2 separate regions of the Gossypium arboreum genome follow, and region 2 is linked to region 1. The links are chromatin contacts, called in public Hi-C maps. All regions are on one chromosome and are shown on one strand. The core of a region is the stretch at or near the end of the contact, and the rest is flanking DNA. Distances in the headings are between cores, read along the strand shown. Region 1 holds the start of LOC108468994 (transcription factor MYB61-like). Region 2 holds the start of LOC108467840 (probable polygalacturonase).

What was found. A called contact is a pair of places that touch in the nucleus more often than the background predicts.
Region 2: a contact with region 1 is called in a Hi-C map of leaf, with 4 times the contacts expected there. The contact joins the promoter of LOC108467840 here to the promoter of LOC108468994 in region 1. A contact is called at or near these places in 2 of 5 Hi-C or Micro-C datasets (both in leaf).

Annotation. Positions count from the first base shown.
Region 1 is chr8:32,698,070-32,702,743 of ASM2569848v2, forward strand. LOC108468994 (transcription factor MYB61-like) reads right to left here and starts at 2,457. Exons shown (of 3, transcript XM_017769866.2): 1 at 1,864-2,457; 2 at 1,653-1,782; 3 at 260-1,546. The coding sequence starts at 1,996. The coding sequence ends at 583.
Region 2 is chr8:32,840,803-32,845,476 of ASM2569848v2, forward strand. LOC108467840 (probable polygalacturonase) reads right to left here and starts at 1,911. Exons shown (of 8, transcript XM_053018141.1): 1 at 1,018-1,911; 2 at 697-826; 3 at 71-388. The coding sequence starts at 723.

The sequences.
Region 1 (4,674 bases), core at 1,207-3,706:
CTCACCTAAATTTAAAGGGGAAGCCAACAGGAAAGAATATATATATATATATATATAGTTGATAAAGCTGTTATAAAAGCGATTACGATTTCTTTGTGTCCTCTCGACAGTGATAGGCAACCAATTTAGAGTGTGTTGGGAACTGAAAAACAAAGGTGATGATGATAGAAGTTTCATGTAATTTTCAATTATTATCTAAACAAACCAGATGCATGGCACTAAGTAGTATACAAAGCTGAAAGTGATACTTACGGATGGATGAATAAGAAATGTACTTTTGTTCTTTTATAAACAATCGTTCACATATAGAATCGCAACATTCTAATACACAAATATGGCCATATGCAACCAGGCAATGAAGAGTAAAAAGACACTAAAACAAGCCTTATTCTGCAGTTCTACCTCACACCCACACAAAAAGAATGGACGAAAAAGCTTACCATATGATTGTTTTTTTTTTTTTTTTGGCTCACAACTGGTCCAAACCAGAGGTGACGAATTTTGTGTATCGTACTTATATACACTAGATATGAAGGAAAAAGAAAAACTATGGTACACACCTGATATGAAAAAAAGGCAGAGCTAAATATGTCCATAAGCTGTCGTAAGTCTCTGGATATCCTTAGCGCACACATCGGAATTTTGTAAACCTTCTTGTTGCTGCTGCGGCTGTTGATTTTGAGGCCACATACTGTTTGATAAACTCTTAGTATTCGTTGAGCAATGTGTTTCCGATTTTATCTCGATATTGTATAAGCTGGATTGTGGTGCTTGATTTTGCAAAGCAGCCGCCATTAATAATGGGTTATTGAGATACTCCGGCCATTTCATTTCGTCGGGTTGGGTTTCCATTAGATGGATTGGAGCTTCTTCTTTCTCTGATGTGCTGCAATCTGCCATTCCCCAAGTGTAACTGTTGTTAACAGTAAAGGAAGGCATTGAAGGAGTGTGAGAGGGAAGTGTGACAGAAGGGTTGAATCCTATAGGAGAGGAAAGGAATGGTGAGGTTGTCAATGGTGGGAGAAGTGTAGACATGGAAATTGAAGAAAACTCAGACTGGGAGAACCAGGGTGAGAGCCTTGGGTTGGTTGATGCGTAGCTCAATTGCTGAACCGGAAAATGAGGCATGAAATCACAAGGCTGGCTGTTGGTAGTGGTGGCTGTGCTTGCGAATCTATCAAGGAACAAGTCTTTGCGGGTTGTTGATGTCATCAGATTGTTGGAGCTGGAACAGCCTTCCATTTCCAACTGATAACCTGGTGCTGGTGCAGTAATTGATGACGTTGGTCTTTGTTCATATAAAGTTGTTCCAGGATTAAGGTTGTCGGTGTTGAGCTTCAATTCACTAGATGCCCCGGATACCATGTCCAGGCTGTTTTTGTGTTGACTCTTGTTGTTGTCTTCTCCATTTTCAACCTCAGAGAGCGGCTTGTGAGTGACAGGGTCAATGCCTCTCTGCCTAAGCTTCTTCTTCAAGCAAGAGTTCCATAGATTTTTAATTTCATTGTCGGTTCTTCCTGGCAATTGCGCTGCTATTTGGGACCACCTGAGGATCCAATTCCAACCAACATATAAAGCAAAGAATGTTTTACTGATTTCTGTAAAAAAAATCAACAGAAAATTAATTCAAATGAGAGAAAGAAAGAGAATACCGATTCCCCAAAACTGCATGAAGTTCGATTATGAGATTCTCTTCTTCTTGTGAGAATGTGCCTCTCTTTAAATCAGGCCTTAAGTAATTAATCCACCTTAATCTGCAGCTCTTTCCACATCTCTGCAGGCCTGCCATGGAAGCGTCAATTCATGAATGTATGATTTAAGGAAGAACACAAACATGAAAAAAGAAAAAGAAGTTGAATTTACCAGCTTGTTTAGGGACAGAGCTCCAGCAACCATGGCCGTACTTTGTAATATGCCTCAACAGCTTCTCATCTTCTTCAGGGGACCAAAGACCTTTCCTTAGCTTCTGCTTGTAACAGCAGGAGTGCCTCCCCATTTTGAGACCAGACACTAATTGTAAAGGAGGGAGAGCAAAAGACCTTTCCCAAAACAGAAAACTTTGGTGAATCCTAGGTGAAAATTGTAGCTATGAACAGTTGTTTTTGGAATGCTTTGGTAAGAAAAAAGAAAATGTAACAGACAAAGAGAGGATTTTGATATAAAAGAAGGGCTCGAAAATGAAGTAGCAGCTGTGAAAGGAGTTGAATTTAATATAAAGAGGAAGCTCTCCCCAAGGAAAAGTCGTACTCAATATGGTATTATACTTTCTCACAACCCCACCTTGGTTGATCCAGGGCTAGGTAACTCAATTTCCCCTTTTTTTTTAAAAAAAAAAACAGCTTTTAACTTTGAATTTCATCTCAACTAAAACAACCATAAGTTAATAGACTTAAGGTTGCATGTGTCTCTGAGAATTAATGTCTTGTGAAGGGATGGTGGGGGCATTTTTCCTGAGATGAAAACAGAAAGTTCTGATTATAATCATGAACTTATAACCCCATGCTTTTAACTTCAACCCTAGTCCACATGGTAAAAGTTTAAGTCAATGGAGACTAATCACAGTAAATTCTGTTTTAACCCCGGCCCCCAAAAGTAAAAACATTGTTGATAGTTGATACTGGTATCAGCTCCTTTCTTTTACTGTACTAGCTTTCTTTTCTTTTGGAATCATAATGGCATTGAAAAGGCTTCATCATTCCGTGGAAAGAAATAAATTATTTTGTTCATTTTCTGAGAATTAACAATGGCTTTCCTGAAACTGATGAATCCCACCAAGTGTTATAAACTTACTCCACAAATACCTTCTTTCCGAATTGTGATATTTGAGACTTGTTCTCATTTGTTTCCCTTTTTCATCCTCTCTCATTAATGGTTTTCTTTGACACGGAAATGACCCAATTTCAGAAACTGATGAAAAAAAGCATGCCGTCTTTCATCTATATTTTATACATACGTTTGTATTTTATCTGCTAACACATTCCCAGTAACAAAAACTGCAACTATATTAGACCAAAAGAAAAGGCAACACCCAAATTTTGTTACCAATTCATAACTACAATTCAACTCTTTTTACTGACATTGGTAAATAAAATAAAATAAACCACTATTTCCAGGCCACCCCCACCACTTTTGTACATGTTTCTGACCTTACTGCATCACCCTTTCTCCAATCACTATTTTTTTTTTTTGACAGATTTTGCTATATATTGCTATGTTGTCCTAGTTTCTCACTTCATACTTCACATATATATATGTAGCCTAATAGTGGTGCTACATTTGAATGCAGAAGGTACACACACTACAAAAACTTCTGGGACCAAAGAAACTGTCAATATCAAACTACTCATGAATCAAAATCCAACCGTAAGGTTGGACTTTTCAAGATTCAAAGCATTTAGCAGATAAATCATAGGACAACTTTTTCACGTTTATCATAATTTTTCTAATTAATGCAGCCTTAAACTCAGTTTCTATGGCATGTTCCTTTCATTAAACCTACCCCTACGTCTTGCACACAAAATATACAAAAGCTTCTTCAAATATAATCACCACGTTAGATTTAAATATACATAAATTTGATTAGGGTATTAAACTATATGAAGTCAATTTCTGCAAGAAAACTTATTTAATTATCAATATGAACATAAAAATTTAAGTACAAAAAATGATTGGGTTTGGAGGTTAATTTTATATTTATCCTTAATGATTAGAAGTTTACAGCATGAGTGCATGACAGACCGCATAATTCCCAGAAGCTCAATATTTTAATTCATAGGAAGAGTAAAATATCATTAGTGTGGACCATTTTATATGTAGAAATTTTAATTTAGTGAATTAATCCAGATTTAAACCTTCCTAATCCTTTAGCCATTTACGATAAAAGCGAAATTCAATTGTTTTTTTCTAAGAGATTATCAAAATCATGAACAGATAGATTAAACTAAAATTTTCATAAACCTCCCTTTAGTTTTTAATTAAATCAAGCTTATGACTTGAAAGATAACAAGGAATTCATCAAATTTTTATTCCAAATCATTAGCTGTCCTGGCCATGGCCCGCTTTGAAATATGAAACCCATTGGGGGAATCTTGATAAAAAAAGATTACAAAGTATTGATCACAGGAGGCAATACAGTACCTTAACATCAATTATACATTGGACCCATTTATAAATAATCGAATTTGACAATTATTTTTTAAAAATAGAATTAAATATATTCATCCATATTCAGCTTTTATTCCCATATTTATTTTTCTTGAATTTTGTAGATAAAAAATTAATATTGGAAGACATTATTTTCAATTCTAAATATAATCCAGATATACTAAATTTACACAATTCAAAGGACGCGTCTGCGGAAACATAGCGTTAAAATTAATTCATGTAGCAATAATGCCAAATCCTTCATTTTTCTTTTGAAGACAGGTGAAGAAGTTCATGGGAACTTGGGGTTGGACCCATCGTTTGAAAGGAAACTGAAGCTTGGGATGAATGGCTGATAAAGACATTGAAAGGTTGTGAAGAGGATGATGGTCTGAGATGGGGTGAGAATCAGTGGATTTTGTGTGCATGCAAAATTTGTCCAGAGAGGAATGGACCCATTTACACACACACCACTACACTGCATCTGCATCTGCATCTGCTATTATACGCTATACAAATTAACAGATCACG
Region 2 (4,674 bases), core at 661-3,160, 140 kb after region 1:
TAGATGCGATGTCCTTTTTATCACATCTTATGAGTAAATGTTCTTTTTAAATAAGTTGGTAATGACTTACATTTGATCCAAGAATCACTGCATCCTTATCTAACCACAAAGTTAGGTGACTGATGAGATCAAAGCTTCCTGTCAACCACCGGCCAGCTGGGACAAAAAGCTTGGCCCCACCTTTGTCAGAAAATGAATTGAGGTAGAAGATGGCATTCTGAAATGCTTTGGTATTGAGAGTGACACCATCTCCGACTGCACCAAATTCGGTAATAGCGACACTGTGAGGCCGAATCTCCCGTGAAAGAGCCCGTTTGCATTGTGAGCTGGCCTTGACAGTCCATGCAATATGACCGCAAAATGCAAGTACCAGTAGCACATCCACCAGCTGAAATGAAAGGTTTTCAGAATTGATCATGAATGGGCAAATTAGCTAATAAGTAACAAAAGAAAAATGAAAGCCATATTAACATCAAAGAGAACCAAAAGAAGCCTGAAAATAGGAAATAAGAAACATGCAATAACTTTATCAGTCGAGTCATGGACAACAAGTGACTCACACATTTTATGGCATAAAACTAGCAGATTGACATCAAAGTAAGCAATTGAACTTCATTTTACTAAAAAAAAGGGCTAACTTGGCTAAGAGAAACCACAGCCAATCAAAAAGGGAAGAAGCAAATAGCATTTGCTCACCACAACTAGTTGCCTACAACACTCCATGAAAGCTAAAAAACAAGAACACTCTTGCTCATTTAGATCCCAGCCGTTGCCTTAAATCAAATTTTGTAACGTGTACAAAAGAATGTAGATGAATCACACTGTCCTGCCATAACACATTTTAAACAGTTTCTTCAGATCTTGTTCGAACACCAACAACTTTGTGTTGTACCAGAAAGACTAGGAACATATTAATAGTTAAAGACCCATTCAGACAAGACAAGTAAAAAAAAAAAAAATTCCCAAAACAACAAAATAGAAAGTCAGAAAGGAAAAGGCAACGATCAAACAACTTACACTGAAAGATCTCTTCATATGAATGAGATCTGCAAATTTCCCTTTCAGCCCAACCACCTAAGAAGACACCGCAAGGTAGACAATTGGAAGAAGAGGAAAGAATTTTTCTTTTTTTTCTCTCTATGGAAGGAGAATAAGGTCCTCTTTCTCTAGCTAAGCTATCTAGCAATAAGGCTTAGTTGGGTCATTGAGAGAAAAAAAGAATCACCAAAGAGAAATCATTGAAAGTGACCGTTGCTGCCCGCCAAAAATTAAGCAGTAGGGTCCTCTAATCTCTTCACTTGCTCCAATACTTGTCTCTCTGTGTATCTTTCTTGCTGTAAACACAAAGCATCATCCAGAAAATGGTTTCTGTTTTAAAAACATGAAAGAAAGTCGTTTCCTGTTAGAACTCAGATACTGAACTATCCTTAAAATAAAATGTCTCTTATATGTTCAATCAATAAAGATTTTAAATGTGATTGTGGGAAGGGATATATTCGTTAATGCCTGGGAAATTAGCAATTACAAATTACAAAAGCAAGGGTGTCGTTTGCTTTGTCCAAATTGTTTGTGTTTATGTTAGCTTTTTTCTTTTTTTGGTCACTGACAGAACATGGTCCTTGGAATCACTAATCCCAAGTTCATTGTTAAATAAACAAAACATAAAAAAAGGGGGAGATGGGTCAAAATTTTCTTTTATGTTAACATTTGGCTTTGCTAGATTGACCCAAATAGGCTATGAGTGTGGAACCTACAAGTTCTATACTAGGCGAGCGGTTTCAAACCAGTGGGCGGTTGCTTGGTGAGGGCCGGTCACTGCCACTGGCTTTGGAAGCAGGGACCACCCCTCCTCTTGCATGAGTCAGGGTTTGATCGTTTGACCCCTAAAGGGAAACCTTAAACCAACTCCATTTGAATGGCCATTATTATGCCCTTAACCCCCATCTCATGGCTTCTTTTATTTTCCTTTTTCTTTTTAGGACAATTTTTCATGGGAAACATTTCTTCAATGTCTGAATTATTTCTTCTTTTTTTTCCTTGCTTTCTAATTTACTTAATTTATAGACACGTAATTACTAAAACCCTTTTCAAACATCATGATTATTACATTAAATTTTCCTTTATTTTTCTAATATATTAAGAAAAACAGAAGGCAAGAATCCCGGTCCTTATTTTTGTACTTTAGCTTCAACAAAACAACTAAAGAAAATTAGAGTGATGACATGATGGCTAAAAATATTTATTACTGTAGATATAATTTAAATTCGAGTCATATTAATTGTATTTATTATTTGAATTTTATTATATTATTGTAATTAAAAAAAATAGAGGACAACAGTTTTAAAGTGAGTGAGCAGACCTGTGTCCATACGAGACTACTTAATTAATAAAATGATTTTATAAGCATTTCTATTGTTAATCTTCTCATGGCTTTTGAAGAAGGTAATAGGTACTAAATACTAACAGCGATTTGAGGGAAAAAAAAATAAGAAAAATTGTCCTTAAAGAAGGGGACAAAGTCACAGGGAAGGACAAGAAGAGAGAGAACAAAGGAAAGTCTTAATCACAGTATAACAATGTACTAAGGAAAATAAAGTTCACAAAGTCAGGTATCCAATGACCATTTCAACCAAAACTCTTTATCTGTTTTCAATTTTTGGTTAATTTGGATTTGGTCCTTGTGCTATGTTTAAATTAGAAATTTAATCCTTTACTTTTAATTTCACATAACTTTCTCTAATAATGTCATTATTTATCCCAAATGAAGATGTTATCTATTCTAATTAAAATGATGGAATCAAAATATCTCTTTTCATAAAAAAAGACTTAAGTTATTGTGATAAATTGGAATGGTCGTTCAGTGTTAGCTATTTGGACTAAGCTAATGAGTAACGCGAATAAAAATAAAAAAACTCAATTATATCAAATTTGAGTATAATATAAGGACTAAAATAAAAAGTTGAGCTTTTTATTTATTTATTTTGAGTATCAGTGTGAAGATGCAACCTCCCCGCGTGCTTGTCTTCTGCATCCGAATTTGTACAATTGTAATGTAAGATAAAAATATGAGGTTGAAGAATAAATTTAATTTTTAGTGGCAATTTGTTACTTTTAGATTAAGAATATATGTTTACCCAATTTAGATTTAAATCGTAAGACGGAATAAAACAAAACATTTGTCAAAAATATAATATTTATGAAGAATTAGAATTTTATTAAAACAAAGATATTGATAGTGATAAAAAAAAATAAAATTGTAGCTTGCCATTCACCAATGAATTTGATTACGCATCATTCATCACTACTACTTGGTGTTTTTCAAGATATAACTTTACCATAATTATAGTTGTTAGCAATAATGAATTTGGGTTATTTTTCTTTCCAAAACAACAAAACATGTAATTAACTCCATTGCGTGAAGAGCATGATGTTTTTAGTGCCAAAAATACATCATGATTTATTTATTAATGTATTCACAATTCATTATGTCATTCACTGGATTTTCCTACTGTATGCAATAATATGAGAACAAGGTATTCAAACCCTCTAGCTTTCATAAAACAAAACAAAAATTCACTTATTCCTCTAAAATTTGATGAAAATACATTAACCCAAAATTTATTTATTAAATGAATTTTAAATAGAGGATAAATTTTATTACGCACAGTATACATATGAAAATTATAGATTTAGAACATAGATGCATGTTTAAAAATAACATGCAATAAATAATGAAACGTATAGTTTGAAATTAGTAATCATAATAGCACATAAAATATGTATGATATTTAAATTAAAAATAGATTAAATTGTTAGTAAAACAAAATTTAAAAATATAAATACTTCAAATTAACAATACTAAATGCACTAAAATTATTTATTATGATGTTGTCATTAATTATGAGTTAGTGTCGAGTTGCCTTGTGACATCAACTCAATTAACAACATTATTAATATATATATATATATATATATATATAACTTATGGAGATATTAAGTTATACATATTAAAATAAAATGTATAAAAACACATTAAAATGAAGCTTTGTTTGAATAGTAAATTTAAAATTTTACCAATCCAATTGGCGTGGATTCAAATCCTACTTCATACATATTTTTATTTTCATTGGTTGCTAAAATAAATAAAAAAAACTAAATACCCTCAAATAATATAACTTATTTTAATTACAAAATGACATTTTTGTAATTTTTCTAATCAAGTTGATACCAGATTGACTCGTGACACCAACTCAATAAGGGGCTTAAATAATAGAATAGATACTAGAAATCCTATCACATGCGCATGCATGTGGAAATCACAAATTTAGAACATAAATGTGTGTTTAAAAATAATATGCAATAAATAATGAAACGTATGCTTTAAAACTAATTAATTGTGATGACACATGAAATATGTACAATATTAAAATTTAAAAAAAAAAAGTAGATTAATTTTTGAGTAAAACGAAAGTTAAACATATAAATACATCATATTAACAATATCAAATACATTTACTACATCAAATTAAGTTTTTAGCGGCATTTTTAGTGGCGTTTGGATTGAAAACGCCGAAAAGGTTATACCATTAGTAACGCTAACCGAAAATCGCCACAATAAGTAAAACAATAGCGGCATTTATGAAAAAAATGCTGCAAAATGTAAAATAGTAGTAG